2 separate regions of the Ovis aries genome follow, and region 2 is linked to region 1. Evidence: chromatin contacts called from public Hi-C data. All regions are on one chromosome and are shown on one strand. Each heading gives the region's core, a stretch centred on a gene start, on an enhancer-like site or on the middle of the called end of the contact. The rest is flanking DNA. Distances are from core to core; before and after follow the strand shown.

Region 1 (7,432 bases), core at 2,990-5,489:
GTCATATGTTCATTTTCTCTTCTTCTGGAGTTGCCTGTAAATTTTTAACACATTTAAACCATCACTTCTTTATTCTTGTCTAGAAATAATCAGAATTCATATCTTCTGTTCCCTCACAAGACTGAGCTGCTGCTTGCTTTGGCTTCCCTCTCCTTTCTCTTCCCTCTTCGACTTCCTCTGTTGAAATCATGTAAGTATTTTAGTTCCATGTTGCTTATTTTCCTAAAAGTCAGCATGTATTGCTTCCTGTGCTTATCATTGTTCCTTATAACTCATATCATCTTGGGTGATTTAAAGTATTATATTGGAGTATATCTACTAACTGTTTTAGAGAAGGTCTTTGAATAGTAAATGTTGAGCTCTTTTATGCGTGGAATTGTCTTTATCTTGTACTCCCATTTGAGAGCTGATTTGACTGAATATGAGTTTCAAATTATTTCCTTATAACTTTGCTAGTGTTCTGTTGTCATCTAGTGTCTGTGTTACTGATGTGAAGTCTAATTTTACCGTTATGTGGTCTATGTATCTTTGTAGGAGTTCACTTTTTTCCTTTGGGAGTTTTTAGGATGTCCTGAAATTTCAATAAGATGTCACTGTAAATCTTCCCTTAATCCCCCCAGAAAGTTTCTAGAACTCCTAAAACATAGATGTTGGGCTTTCTGGTTCTGTGTTTTATATATCTACCTTTCTTTCATACTTGAGGCATTTTGGGAGAATTTGTTTCCCATTTGTTTTTTTCTGCATCTTTTTTGTTATTAAATGTATCTGTTGAACTTTATTTTGGAAGTAAATATTTTAACTTTTCTGTTATAAAAGTTGTCTTTATTGAATATAATTTACATATAATTATATCCACTTGAAGTGTACAGTTCCGTGCATTTTGATAGATATATATGGCCATAAATCTCCCCTCTTGCCCCCAACAGTTAAGATTTGGGTTATCACAGAGAGTTTTCTCCTACCCCTGTACAGTCCTTCCCTCTCTCCTTCCCTAAGCCAGTGATTGGCTTTCTATCAGATGCAGAAAGGGTTAGTTTGCATTTTCTAGCGTTTCATATAAATGGACTCATATATTTGCGGAGAATTTTTTTCACTCAGCCTTTTTTTTTTTTTAAGTAAGTATTTAGTTATTTGGCTGTGTTGGGTCTTAGTTGCCACTTGCAAAGTCTTAGTTGTGGCATGTGGGATCTAGTTCCCACACAGGACCAGGGTTCAAACCCGGGCCCCCTGCATTGGAGCCTGGAGTCTTAGCCACTGAACCACCAGGGATATCCCCACTTACCCTGTTTTTGAGAGTTAACTTGTAGCTCAGGAGGTAAAGAATCCACCTGCAATGTGGGAGACCTGGGTTCGATCCCTGGGTTGGGAAGATCCTCTGGAGAAACGAAAGGCTACCTACTCCAGTATTCTGGCCTGGAGAATTCCATGGACTATACAAGTCCATGGGGTCGCAATGAGTTGGACTGAGCTACTTTCTTATTTATTATTATTATTACCTTAAGTGTATTGTTACCACCCCCCAGAATCCTTTTTTGGTTTTGAAAGCTTCATATATCATGCAAAAGGCTGGGTTGGATGAAGCATAAACTGGAATCAGCATTGCTGAGAGAAATATCAATAACCTCAGATGTGCAGATGATACCACCCTTACGGCAAAAAGTGAAGAGGAACTAAAAGACCTCTTGAAGAAAGTGAAAGAGAAGAGTGAAAAACTTGGCTTAAAACTCAACATTCAGAAAACTAAGCTCATGGCATCCGGTTCCTTCACTTCATGGCAGATAGATGGGGAAACAAGGGAAATAATGACAGACTTTTATTTTCTTGGGCTCCAAAATCACTGCAGATGGTGACTGCAGCCATGAAATTAAAAGATGCTTGCTCCTTGGAAGAAAAGCTATGACAGACTTAGAAAGTGTATTAAAAAGCCCAGACATTGCTGACAAAGGTACATCTAGTCAGAGCTAGTAGTCATCTAGTAGTCATGTATGGATGTGAGAGTTGCACCATAATGAAGTCTGAGCACCAAAGAATTGATGCTTTTGAACTGTGGTGTTGGAGAAGACTCTCGAGATTCCCTTGGACTGCACAGAGGTCTAACCAGTCAATCCTAAAAGAAATCAAACCTTGAATACTCATTGGGAGGACTGATGCTAAATCTCCATACTTTGGCCACCTGATGCGAAGAGTTGATTCGTTAGAAAAGACCCTGATGCTGGAAAAGATTGAAGGTAGGAAGAGAAAGAGACAACAGAGGCCGAGATGATTGGATGGCATCACTGACTCAATGTACATGCGTTTGAGCAAGCTCTGGGAGATGGTGAAGGACAGGGAAGCCTGGCATGCTGCAGTCCGTGTGGTCGCGAAGAGTTGGGCATGACAGCGACAAAACAGCAACCCTCCACCCCCAACTAGGAGATTAACATTGATACCACAGACCTTATTTAGATGGGACCAGTTTTACCTTAGCTCTTTTGTGAATGTGTATTTAGTTCTGTGTACTTTTATCACACGTGTAGATTCTTGCAGCCAAAACCATACTTGGCAATTAATTTCTAATTTTTCTTTATAGCAGCTTATTCATTTTTAAAATTAATTTTTTTATTGATGTATAATTGATTTACAGTAGCTTATTTTTCATGGAAGAAATCTCCTTTTACCTTGGTCAATATTTATGATTCTTTTAAAGCCTCCTCTTTGTTCCTGCAACTGTTTCTTCAGATGTTAGCGTCTTGTTTTTGTGGTGTTGATTCCCCTTTTGGTAATCTGGTTTGTAGAGTGATAGTCTCTGGTTTAAGGAATGCTGTTCTGTCAGTGGGTGCACTGTGAGCTTACTCGTCCGTCAGGATGGATTGTAGGGGAGAGATGGGAAGTGTGGCCAGATGTAGGGCTCCCCGCTTCTGGGTGGTAGTAGCTGTGTGGATGCCATACTGACTGTTGAGCTCAAGTGCCTGTGCTCAGTGAAGAATTTGCCTCCTTGGAGGTCGAGGAGGGGAGTGACTGGCCTGTGCAGCTGTGCCAAATGCATTTTCCTGCCATATGACTTACAACTGCACCAGAGCCTGCTTCTGTTTCCCCATGGCAGCTACCCCATTGACACCTTGAATGGAGCACCCCTCTGCTTCCCCCACCTTCATAGCTGCTCCCCATTTTAATAGCGTTTTTCTCTTGAGCGTTCTGGACAGTTACTGCCTCTGTCAGCTTAGTTCTGGTGATAGTGTCACTTCTTGTTTCTCAGAATTACTTTAGAAAATCAATACATCTGTCTTTAGTCATTTCTAGGATTTAAGATGGGAGGAGAAGACGTGTATAGCTAATGCGGTTTTATCTTGATCCAGTCTCCTTAAGGCATTTTTTTGGGGATAGTTTTTTTGGGGATGCTGTGCTGCATGGCGCATGGGATCCTAGTTCCCCGATCGGGGCTTGAGCCTGCACCCCCTGCATTGGAATCATGGGAGTCTTAACCACTGAACCTTCAGGGGAGTCTTGGGGTGGATTTTTGGAGATGGATATTTGAGTCACTGGTAAAGAATCCACCTTACCAACGTAGGAGATGCGAGTTTGATTCCTGGATCAGGAAGATCCCCTGGAGAAGGAAACAGCAACCCTCTCCAGTATTCTTGCCTGGGAAATCCCATAGACAGAGGAGCCTGGCCATGGACTCACAGAAGAGCTGGACACAACTTAGCGACTGAACAATAAATTTGGGTCTTAACTTTGAAATACCTGTTCTATTGATGGCCATTTAACCCTGATTGATTGACATTGACCGGTGGAGCGTATATGTTACACAGGATTTGGAATTTCCTCTGCCCATAAGTTGGGTTGGCTATCACTGTGATATTTTTCTTTTTGATGTTTGTGTGTTTTTTTTTAAATAGATTTGCTTCCAGATCAGACAATCATATTTCTTCTCCCCCAGATCTTTTTGTTTATATTTTGTATGGTTCTTGGAAACCTCAGGGTATGAAATGGTTAATAAGTGTGAATTTAGTTTTCAAGGAGAGAAAAGCTGTTTTGACTTTTCTTTTTCCTTTCCTCATTTAGTTTTTCCTTGGTTTGGCTTGGATATTGGTGGAACCCTGGTCAAGCTGGTTTATTTTGAACCCAAAGACATCACTGCTGAAGAAGAAGAGGAAGAAGTGGAAAGTCTTAAAAGCATTCGGAAGTACCTGACCTCCAATGTGGCTTATGGGTCCACTGGTATTCGGGACGTGCACCTGGAGCTGAAGGACCTGACTCTGTGTGGACGCAAAGGCAATCTGCACTTTATACGCTTTCCCACTCATGACATGCCTGCTTTTATTCAAATGGGCAGAGATAAAAACTTCTCGAGTCTCCACACTGTCTTTTGTGCCACTGGAGGTGGAGCGTACAAATTTGAGCAGGATTTTCTCACAGTATGCATTTTTTAGCTTATATACAATTTATGGTAATTTGATTGTTAAAAATAATACCAATAGCAAGTGGTGGAATTGTTTCCATCTCTAATGGAATTTGAATTTTCTTGAGTCAAATTAAGATTAGTGATAGGAATTGCCATTTAGAGATTGTTGTATAGTTTACTTTTTGCCCAATTCAGGTGAGTTGAGAATCAGAACCACTGAAAGCGTAGCATTTTGTTGTTGTTTTAGTATGAAAAAACAATAAAATTGTAATAAGCAGAGTATGGAACTACCAGTGAGGAGCTAATATCATTGTTTTGAACAACTAAATTGAAAAATAATTTTAAAAAATTAATGTCATTTCAAGTTATAAAGTTGTTTCCAGTCTTATCTACCACATATGTTTTCTTAACCTCCTTAATTGTTTCTTGGCAGTTTTACTATTTAGAAATATGAGGAGCTCGGGTCCAAAGCAGTGCTTTTTCCAGGCCTCAGGGCTAGTCAGAGATGTTGACAGTGGTCTCTGTGCTTAGTTGCTCAGTTGTGTCTGACTCTTAGCAACCCATGGACTGCAGCCCGCCAGGCTCCTCTGTCCTTTCAGATTCTCCTGGCAAGGATATTGGAGTGGGTTGCCATGCTCTCCTCCAGGGGATCTTCCCATCCCAGGTCTTCTGCATTCCAGGCGGATTTTTTACCGACTGAGCCACTGGGGAAGCACCATTCTGTTTAATGCTTTTTGACGTGTCCTGAGCTGCATGCTTGTTACCAGGAGTCCAGACACTAGGGGGAGTGCCAGTGGGCACTTGATTTTGTTTTCATTCAGTAAGTGTCTGTAAGGGCTTGAGGCTAGGTCTTTTGAGGGTGGATGTGGGAATAGATGGGAGAATTGATAAATGAATTTGACTCTGATCTTCAGGGTGCAGTGTAGATTTAAAATATCTTCAGTGACCATGGTTTTTATGCCACCAATGAAGATGTTATTGCAGAGATTCTGTCTTTGCTTATGTTATTTTTCATCCATCCCCCCGCTTGAGTGTCATTGTGTATTTGTGACCTCTTTCTTTGTCCTCTATCTTCTTTCTCCCATAACCTGAGTATAATCATAATATAGGATTGACATGAATTTTTAAAATGAGGTTTTGCTTGAATTTTTCGTGGTTTCTTTTCTACCTGTGAGTTAATGGGAAGATGGCAGGAGGAGAGGAGGTCCCCTTCCTTTGAGGTCGTAGTGGACTCTGGATTGTAACTGATAGGGTGAAACTGATAGGGATCACCACCTCGATGGACATAAGTTTGAGCAAGCTCCAGCAGTTGATGATGGATGGGGAAGCCTGTTGTGCTGCAGTCCATGGGGTTGCAGAGTTAGACACGACTGAGCGACTGAACTGACTGAAAGAAGAAAACCTACATATTTCTCTAACCTAGAGAGGTGCCTTTGGAACATATTAAAAAACCATTCAGAGAGAATAAGGGCTTCCCTCATAGCTTAGTTGGTAAAGAATCTGCCTACAATGCAGGAGACCCGGGTTCAATCCCTGGGTCCGGAAGATCCCCTGGAGGAGGAAATGGCAACCCATTCAGGTATTCTTGCCTGGAGAATCTCATGGACAGAGGAGCCTGGCAGGCTGCAGTCCATGGGGTCACTAGAGTCAGATGTGACTTAGCAACTAAACCACCAGCAGAGGTTGTGTGGTGATCCAAGGAGAGAGGCAGAGTAGATTTTAGACCTCAGTTGCCTCCTAGGCTATTGGGGTTTCTAATCTGTATGCATCAGTGCTGTTCTTGAAAGCTGTATGAAAATGAAATGCCTTACAAATCCTGCTTGTGCATTGGGAGTGATGATTATTTAATAAACCACAGTGAAATATTTCTAATAATATGGAGTTTATCCTGTCTCTTTTTTAATGTGAATCAGATTTCCTTGTGTTGAGTTTTCTTGTTGGTACTTAACACCTACATTATGAGTAATTTGATGAAATAACCTATGTATTAGACATATAACTATGTCAGTTAGGCTGAGATTCATTAGGAATAATGGCACAACAGGCCGGGAAAGATAAAAGGAGGTCTTAGCATACAGTGGCAGAAAACTACTTTGTTTTCAGTTAGGCCACTAGTGTAAAACAATTTAGCTTTGAAATGAAAATGCTGACACTTGAGATTCAAGTGTCAGGAAGTCAAAATTGAATTCATTGTGACAGGGAGGGCATGAGCAGATGAAATAAGGACAACGATGAACATTTTCAAGGGTTTGGGTTTTATCAGAGGAGTGGCTTAATATTCTTAATTAGGGATTAATTAAGGATTAAAATAAAGTTACCTGTTAACTTCCATCTCCTCTGGATCAGAATAAATTGAATATAAATGTAATCAAACAAGAGTTGAATTAAAGTGGGAGGACTTAACAGGGCTAAACTTGGTTGTAAACAGAAATAGTTGTTTTATGGAGTTGAGGCATCTTTGTTGCATATTTGAATAGATATGCTGGTAGCATTTGTTTGAAGGTTGGGGTAGACGTTCATAAGTAAAAAGTGAAAGTTTATATCATCTATCCAAAGTTACCACTGTTAAAGGTCTGTGTATCTTTTTTGTTTTTCTGTGCATGACTGTGTATGACATACACATGGGCATCTAAACGTGGTTTTAAAGATAGGCAGATTGAATCATATTTTATAAAATATTTCTCAGCTTACTTATTTTTTTTGACTTGTCTTGGAGTTCTTCCCACTTCATCTTAACTGAGTAAAGATCCTCTTCATTCTTGGGATTTCCCTGGTGGTGTCCAGTAGTTAAGACTTCACACTTCGACTGTGCAGGGCGTGAGTTCTGTCCCTAGTTGGGGGGCTAAGATCCCACACACTGCATAGCATGCCCAAGAGAAAAACAAATGCGCATAAGGATCCTCTTCATTCTTAATTACTATACAGTGTTCCATAATATGAATAATAATTTAATCATTCTTTCGGAATTATTTAAATGAAGTTAAGTCGATAGCACTTATTTATGTATTTATGGCCCAAGAAAGACTTATTTTACTTATACACCCACAG
Region 2 (7,432 bases), core at 2,108-4,607, 130 kb before region 1:
ATTAAATGAATGAATGACCAAACTAAACAGAGCCCAAGAATGGGCCTCAGTGGGCCCTTTAGGCAGACATAGCACATCAGAGCCCAGAGGCTCTCAGAAGAAGAGCTCCCCACCCTGCTCTCTTAGCAACCCCTGCGCTGGAAGGCATTCCTCTTCACCCATCTCAGAGTGGTGCTTCCCACAGGGCATCTTCTAGCCTGGCCACAATCAGCTGTTACCTCCCCACTGCCACCACCAACCTTGAAATGGAAGGTCACTGAGGGCAGGACCTGTGTCTCTTGCACTGCCCAGAGCCCAGTATAGAGCAAGCACTCAGGCACTGCCTTGTAACCCTTGAGCACTGAGAACAGAGAATGAGAAGGCCCAGAGAAGGCTGGAAAAGCTCCTTTCCCAGCAGAAAGACTCATTGGTCGCTGTCCCCTGTGAGCCAGACCCTGAGCTACACACAATTCTTCATTAGAATCGGCATCAGGCCTCTTCCTGCAGCAGCTGTTCCCAAAGAGAAACACCAGGCACGCTTGAAGTCCCAGGCCTCCTCTTGCGCCAGCCAAATCTTGATCGTGGCCCAAGCAGCTCAGCCCCCAAGAGGCAGCAGAGCCCCAAAGACCTGGTTTAAATTCAGGCTGCATGGCAAAGTTACTTCATGCCTCAGTGCCTCAGTTTCCTCACCTGCAGCATAGGAATAAATCAGCAATGACCTCTTCCTCCGTGGGTCTGGTGCAGCTGGTGCCTGAAGCTCTGTGACAGCACTTGCCACTCTGCCCCCACCTTTGTAGAACAAATCACCCAAAGGACTGCTTTCTGAAGCAACAGCAATTTCAGCATCAAAGAAGCACTTCAAGCCAATCCTGAACAGTCAGGAATGGCCCTCAGGGCAGGCCCGAGGCTCTAGCCTTCTTAGAAAACAGCTCAAGGGTTGAGGGGCCTCTCTCTCCCTTTCATCATCTGCCTTCCCCCTCCCCCACTCTCAGGCCAGCAAGTTCTCCAGGGATTGCCAGAGAGCAGACTGTTGGGAGCTCACTGTCCACCTCCCTCAACCAGAAGGACTTATAAAGAAAATGTGAAGAATATATATCCTGGGAAGTTCCCCCCATTCCAGCAAAAAAAAAAAAAAAAGACACCCCCTCTTTAAATGAGCTGTCAGAGGTGGTACCACAGAGAGTCATGGGATGGGGAGGGTTGAGAAGCTGGAATAAGGGCCTTGGGGGTCTTCTTCAGCTCTCAGTTACTCTCTCAGGGAAACTGTTAGAACCTTCTCTCTGGGAAATAGAGAGCTCCTAGCTCAGGTCCCTCTCAGCTTTAGAGAGAAAAGCTGCTTCGAGGTTATCCTACCCAGGGTAGGGCTCAGCCAGGTCCACTGGTGCCTCTGGCATGAGGAACAGAAACAAGGAAATGGCAGCTAGGCAGAGAGACAGTTACACAGAAACTCAGAGTTCTCAGCCCCCTAGATTACCGCTGTGCACACAGGGTGCTAGCTGCTACTCCAAACTGTCCCACACTTGGTGCCCAAGGCTGGAGAGGGGGCCAAAGACAGTCTGTCCACGGCAAAGTAGAGCTCCAGGACCTGCCACCCTCTTGCCCTATACACCACAGCTTCATGCTCACAGCACCTCTCTGCAGCCCCCAAGTCCCAGGCATCACAGGACCAGCCCCAGCTTGTCCTCTGCTTTGTGGTTAGGGACATGCTTCTTGGGCCCTTGTTTCTCATTCATTCTTCAATTCTCATTCTCAACCTGTTCAAGTATTTTCTGAGCCAGGAACTGTACAAGTCCTACCCTCCCCCCAACTCTGGGCTCAATCCTGGCTTAAGCACCCAATCCCACAGAAGCTGTTCCTCAAAGCTCAAGCTGGGGCTTCCCTGGTGGCTCAGTGGTAAAGAATCTGCCTGCCAATGCAGGAGACACAGGTTTGATTCCTGGTCAGGGAAGATCCCACTTGTTGAGGAGCAACTGTGAGGCACAACTACTGAGCCCATGCTCTATAGAGCCCAAAGGCAGCAACTACTGAGCCTTTGTGCTACAACTACTAAAGCCGATGTGCCTAGAGCCTATGCTCTGCAACAAGAAAGCAGCCCCAGCCTAGGGCCTGCATACCTAGAACAAGGCCTGGAAAGGCAAGGCTGGAGGTCAGGAGTGGTTGTGGCAGTTTTACAGCAACTCAGTCTGGATGTGACTCCGTTTCCTCCTTCTCCAGCAGGCCAGTTGCAAGGGTTAAGTATGGGTGTTCTCTCTCTCAAAAATGGGTGGAGCGGGGCTGAACTGAGGAAAGGACCCCCACCATCTCACATCCTCTTGTCTCCCCAAGAAATGCTGCCTTTCTCTCCCCAGCATCTCCTCCCCACAATCCCTCTAGCCTGAGAGTGCTCAGACACCTCTAGCCTCCAGACTGAATCCCCACCCAGGCAAGGCCAGGTCCAGGGGGCAACAGCTGCCTCTGACCTGCTTCAGCTCCCTGGGCAGAGAAACGCCTTACCCACACTTCCCAAAGCCAAGATTCAAGAGGAAAAGCAGCTGAATGTCTCCCTTCTCAGTCCACCAGGATCCCTGCTCACTAAAAGAAACACTGGTCCAGAACCTAAACGAAGGCCTCCTGCTCTGTGACAATAGGGTGGTAATCGCCAAGCTCCCAGAGACATCAGGGGCCTGGGTATATGAATCTGTATCCTCTCCACCCTCCATCCCCATCCTATCCTCATCTTCTAAGGGGACAAATGAGTCTGGACACCGCCCCCACCCCACCCACCCCAATCACATCCCTCCCGGGCTGCGAGACGGCGGCTCTGTCCCTCAGAGATAATCCTCTGTCCCACCATCACCTCTGCTGACGCAGTAGTTTCGCGAGCCCATACTCCCCAACATCACTGCCCTCCTCCCTGAAGGTGCCGAGCCACACGACGTCAGAGCGAGACTACTCGTCCAAGGTCACCAGCGAGGCGATGACAATGCGGGGGAGGGGTGCTGGGAGTTGCTGACGGCGCTGACCCTACGCCCCCACCCTCACTGTGTCACACGTGCCCTCGAAAGCGCCCCGCGGAAAACACTTCAACTCTACCACCTAACGGTCACCTGCGGCCCTGGGGCCTAATACCTCCCCAGCTCCGGTGCCAAGGAGCCCTCCCTGGCCCGGCCCCGACAGCAGAGCCCTCTAGCTCCAGCCGGAGGGGTCCCAGGCACCGACTACCTAGAACAGTGGCTCGATTGGGAGGGGATCTCTGTGAGCGGGATGAAACTGGGAGGTGGCAGAAGGAAGAGCAGTCTCACCGTGCGGGAAGCACCCTGAGGCCGCGACGGTCAGGGACGACCGCAGCGGCGGCAGCTCTGGAGACCGCGGCAGCAGCCGGGGCTCAACGCCGAACATGAGAGAGCCCCGCGCCGCCGCCACCCGCCGCCAGGGCACGCCCCTTCCCCGCCCATTGGTCGACGGGGGGGTGGGGCGAGGGCGCTTCGAACCAATAAGCGGGCGCCAGAGAACCGCCAACGGGTGATGCGCCTCTGCGTCAGGAGGCCCTGCGGCTGCGCTGTAAGAGCCCACGCCCCAGGGCCCGAGAAGTTCTCGCGATGAGGTTAGCCCTCGAGCTCGCCGTAACCAAAGACCGGAATCGCTCAGAAGCCAGAGAAGGAAGAAGCAAGTTTGAATGGGCTGAACGCGCGTCCACTCTCAGGGGTTTGCACTTTCCGTCTCCGCCCAACTGGAAGGGGCGTCCCTTGGGTTCTGCCCCCTGGAATGGCCATAAGGTGGGGCTCAGAGTTAGGTGGGCACCTGAAGGTTGCCTTTTCCCCTAGGCTTTCAAGCCCGCCTGGCCGTTGATACGGGTATCGCTGGGTCCTGTCCTGGAGCGGAAGAACCCTCCATTCTCGCTCTGCGATCTCTGGTTTCGGCATCTTCCTCTTCCGTCTCATCTCCCTGCCTCGGAGGAAATGCCCCCTTGAGGATCTGAGACACATCTTGGGCGTCCGGCTGGCCCTGAAATGCATCAGAACAAAGAAGGCCTCACGGGGTGGGGGTTGGGAGAACCTCTGCAGGCGCCTGCGGGGACCACAGCCTCTGCTGTCTCTATGGAGGCAGTCGCAATGTCAGAAGGATGCCCCTAGCTCTGCGTCCCAGGGTGCGCACCTGCACAGAACCTTCGGAGCAGAGACGTAGCCGTCGGATCTTTAAGGGTTCTAGCCACTGCTCCGCCTACATGTCCTTGAACAAACAACACCCCCCTCCGCATTTCGCTGGCTGGATCAGGGTCCCTAAAGTACCCGAGGGGATTGAACCCTTCTAACAGCATAACTAGGAGAGAGATGGTATGGGCGGCTGAAGGCCAGCTTTTCAGAAAGACCGCGGTCACTGCCTCTGGGGAACCTCCAAGGCTCCTACCCTCTGCTGGATCCCTGTGACCCCTAACCTATCTTCTGGTCCCTGGTTAACACATTGTTGACAGATCTTCCTGAGCTATCATTTCCAGTGAATCCTACCCTGCTTCAAAGCGCTCAGTGCTCTGGGAGTGTCCAGAAAAACCTCAAACTTCTTAGCGTCATTTTGGGTGAAACGTGAACCCTCTGGTGTTTGAGATGACCGTCATCAGGAGATTTCCACATTCTGATCTCAGCCCATCTACTCTTGCCAGATGCTTTCTCTTTACCCAACCCCACCAGTCCATGTGCCCCACTTGTCCCGCCTTCAGTTGCAGTCCTATGTCTGTTCTTCAAGGTAGCAGACGATGTGTAAGCTATAGATATTTTGTTTAGTCCATATGTGCTGGTGATGGAATGAAACACCAACACTGCAGAGTGGTTTGAATCTTTATATTTTAACACTTGCTTCTTACAGCTGCTTTATTTTATATCCCTTGCACAACAACCTACAGGGCAAGTTGCCAAGCACTATGATTCAGAGACTATACAGTGCGCAGGCGCAGGGCAAGATAACCTTTACCTTGACTTATTTACTGCTGCTAAGACTTTGTTTTGGGGAACTTCCTTATCAACTTAGAATCCGTTTTGTCCCTGGGTCTGTTCCTTTTGAGGAATCAGAGAAACATCCTTGTGTGCAAGAAATGTTCTTTTCCCATGGGAACAAACAGGATTCTTAGCTGAACATCTCGTTTGCAAGAATGTTCAGCCCTGGTTGAGAGTCTCGTTTGCAAGCACTTCTCAACCTTCCTTATACCTAGTTCCCTACACATATGGGCTTTAAAAAATTCTAATTCAGACTTCCCTGGTGGTGCAGTGGTTAAGAACCCACCTGCCAATGCAGGGGACACAGTTCGATTCCTGGTCTGGGAAGATTCCACATGCCTCAAGGCAACTGAGCCTGGGCCACAGCTACTGAGCCTGGGTGCTGCAACTACTGAAGCCCCCACACCTAGAGCCTGTGCTGCTCCGCAACAACAGAAGCCACTGCACTGAGAAACCCTTGCACCACTAGTAGCCCCTGCTCAGGGCAACTAAAAGCCTACACACAGGAGGGAAGACCCAATGCAGCCATACATTAATTAAAAAAAAACTAAACTCTTGAAAAAAAGTCTAATTCTTCCTCCTTCTCTGCTTCTTCTTCCTCTTATTGACTGAACAACATGGATTCAATTCTAGCCTGGCACCAAAGGCTGACACCTCGATTTACCATAGTCCTCACCAGTCCCTATTTCCTGACATTTATTTTACCTCTGGGTCTATGTAGACATCTGAATTTATGATCCCCTCCTTACACTACCTTCCCTCCTCTCATAGGCAAAACTACCCTCCCTTCAAGACCAGGTTAAGGCCTTCCTGTTTTATATTTTTCTAGTCAGCTTCTGAAAATCATCCCTGGTATGGACTCTTTCAGACATATAGACTAACACCTAACTGTATAATTTCTTTTCTTTCCCTTGGGACTTTTAATTGTCACCTCCTTTCAATAACTATTTACTAAGTGTATGTGACTAGCAAGTTACTGTGCAAGGCTCTGGAATTAAAGGCACTTACAGTTTAGGGTGGGAAATAAAAGACAAAAAGAACTGTGATCTCCTGTCCCTGCCAAACATTCCTCACATTCCCAGGCACTAGGCAGTCTGGCTAACTGGCCAGTTGGGAGGACCTGCAATACAGAGCTTTCCATATCTGGGGATATTACACGCTCCCAGGGAAGGCCCCAAAACCACGGTGCAAGTGCAGATGGTTCCAGAAAGCCTCCAGGAGGAAATGAGACTCTTCATGCCAGGAGGAAGTCAGGGTAGAAGGTACCCAACTGCCCCCCCTCAAAGTCCAACAGCCTGTGTACCAAGAATAGGGTGAGCCAGCAAGGGAGGATTTATGAGCAACTCCAGGTTAGGAGAACAGATTGAGCATATGTAAAGCATCCACTCCAGCTTCAAACACATGGTTTTCTGGACTCCATTATTTTTTTTTTTTCCTTTTTCTTCCTTTTTTGGCTGTACAGCCCAGCTTGTGGGATCTTGGTTCCCCCAAGCAGGGGCTGAAGCTGCACCCTTGTCAGTGAAAACCTGGAGTCCTAACCACTGGGCTGCCAGGGAATTCCTTGGACTTCATTCTTTTTAATAAAAATTAAACAATTATAACCTCATTGGAAAACTGCTTGGCAGTATCTAATAGAGCTGATAAATGCCAACCCTGTGACCCACCAATTCCACTCTTAATTACACATCAAAAGACATGCATACAGATCTTTGTAGCAGCATCATTTGTAATAGCCCCCAACTGGAAACCACCCATTCGTCCATCAACAATAGAATAAGTCTTCTGCTTTCTCTCAGAAATAACACTATTCTCGACTTTATCCTTTCATTGTTTCTTCATCTTCATGGTCACGAGCTTCTAAATGGCTCCCAGTTATCCCTGCCTCTTGATTTTCACACCTATGTGTACCTCTCCCCTTGAAAGTGGGCTGGACTTAATGAATTATTTATTTTGCTGCCTTGGATCTTAGATGCAGCCCATAGGATCTTTGTTGCAGAGTACGGGCTCTCTATTTGTGGCACCCAGGCTTAGTTGCTCTGCAGCTTGTGGGCTCCTTCCCTGACCAGGGATTGAACCTGAGTCCCCTGCATTGAAAGGTGGATTCTTAACCACTGGACCACCAGGGAAGTCAGTCTAATGATTTTTAATAAATGGACTACCACAAATGTGATGGATGTCACTTCTGCGATTACATTAGATAAGATTATAACTTCCCTCTTGCTAACAGACTCCATTAACTCCCTTGTTGGCTTTGATAAAGTAAGCTATCATACTGGAGATGGTCACATGGCAAGGAAATGCGGGCAGCCACCAGTCAATAGCCAGCAAAAAACAAATCCTCAGTCTGTCAGCCCACAAAGAACTTAACTGTCGACAACCAACTGAACTCAGAAGTCAATCTTTCCCCAGTTTTCAGGTGAGATGGTAGCTCTGGCCAACACTTTGACTGCAGCCTTGTGAAAAACCCTGAACCAGAGGCTCCAACT

What was found. A called contact is a pair of places that touch in the nucleus more often than the background predicts.
Region 2: a Hi-C map of hypothalamus shows a contact between it and region 1, with 1.8 times the contacts expected there. The contact joins the promoter of ADISSP here to the promoter of PANK2 in region 1. A contact is called at or near these places in 3 of 16 Hi-C or Micro-C datasets (blood, hypothalamus and liver).

The regions. Positions count from the first base shown.
Region 1 is chr13:51,020,992-51,028,423 of ARS-UI_Ramb_v3.0, reverse strand. PANK2 (pantothenate kinase 2) reads left to right here and starts at 4,239. Exons shown (of 9, transcript NM_001142893.1): 1 at 4,239-4,397. The coding sequence starts at 4,290.
Region 2 is chr13:51,148,527-51,155,958 of ARS-UI_Ramb_v3.0, reverse strand. ADISSP (adipose secreted signaling protein) reads right to left here and starts at 3,357. Exons shown (of 6, transcript XM_004014366.4): 1 at 3,261-3,357.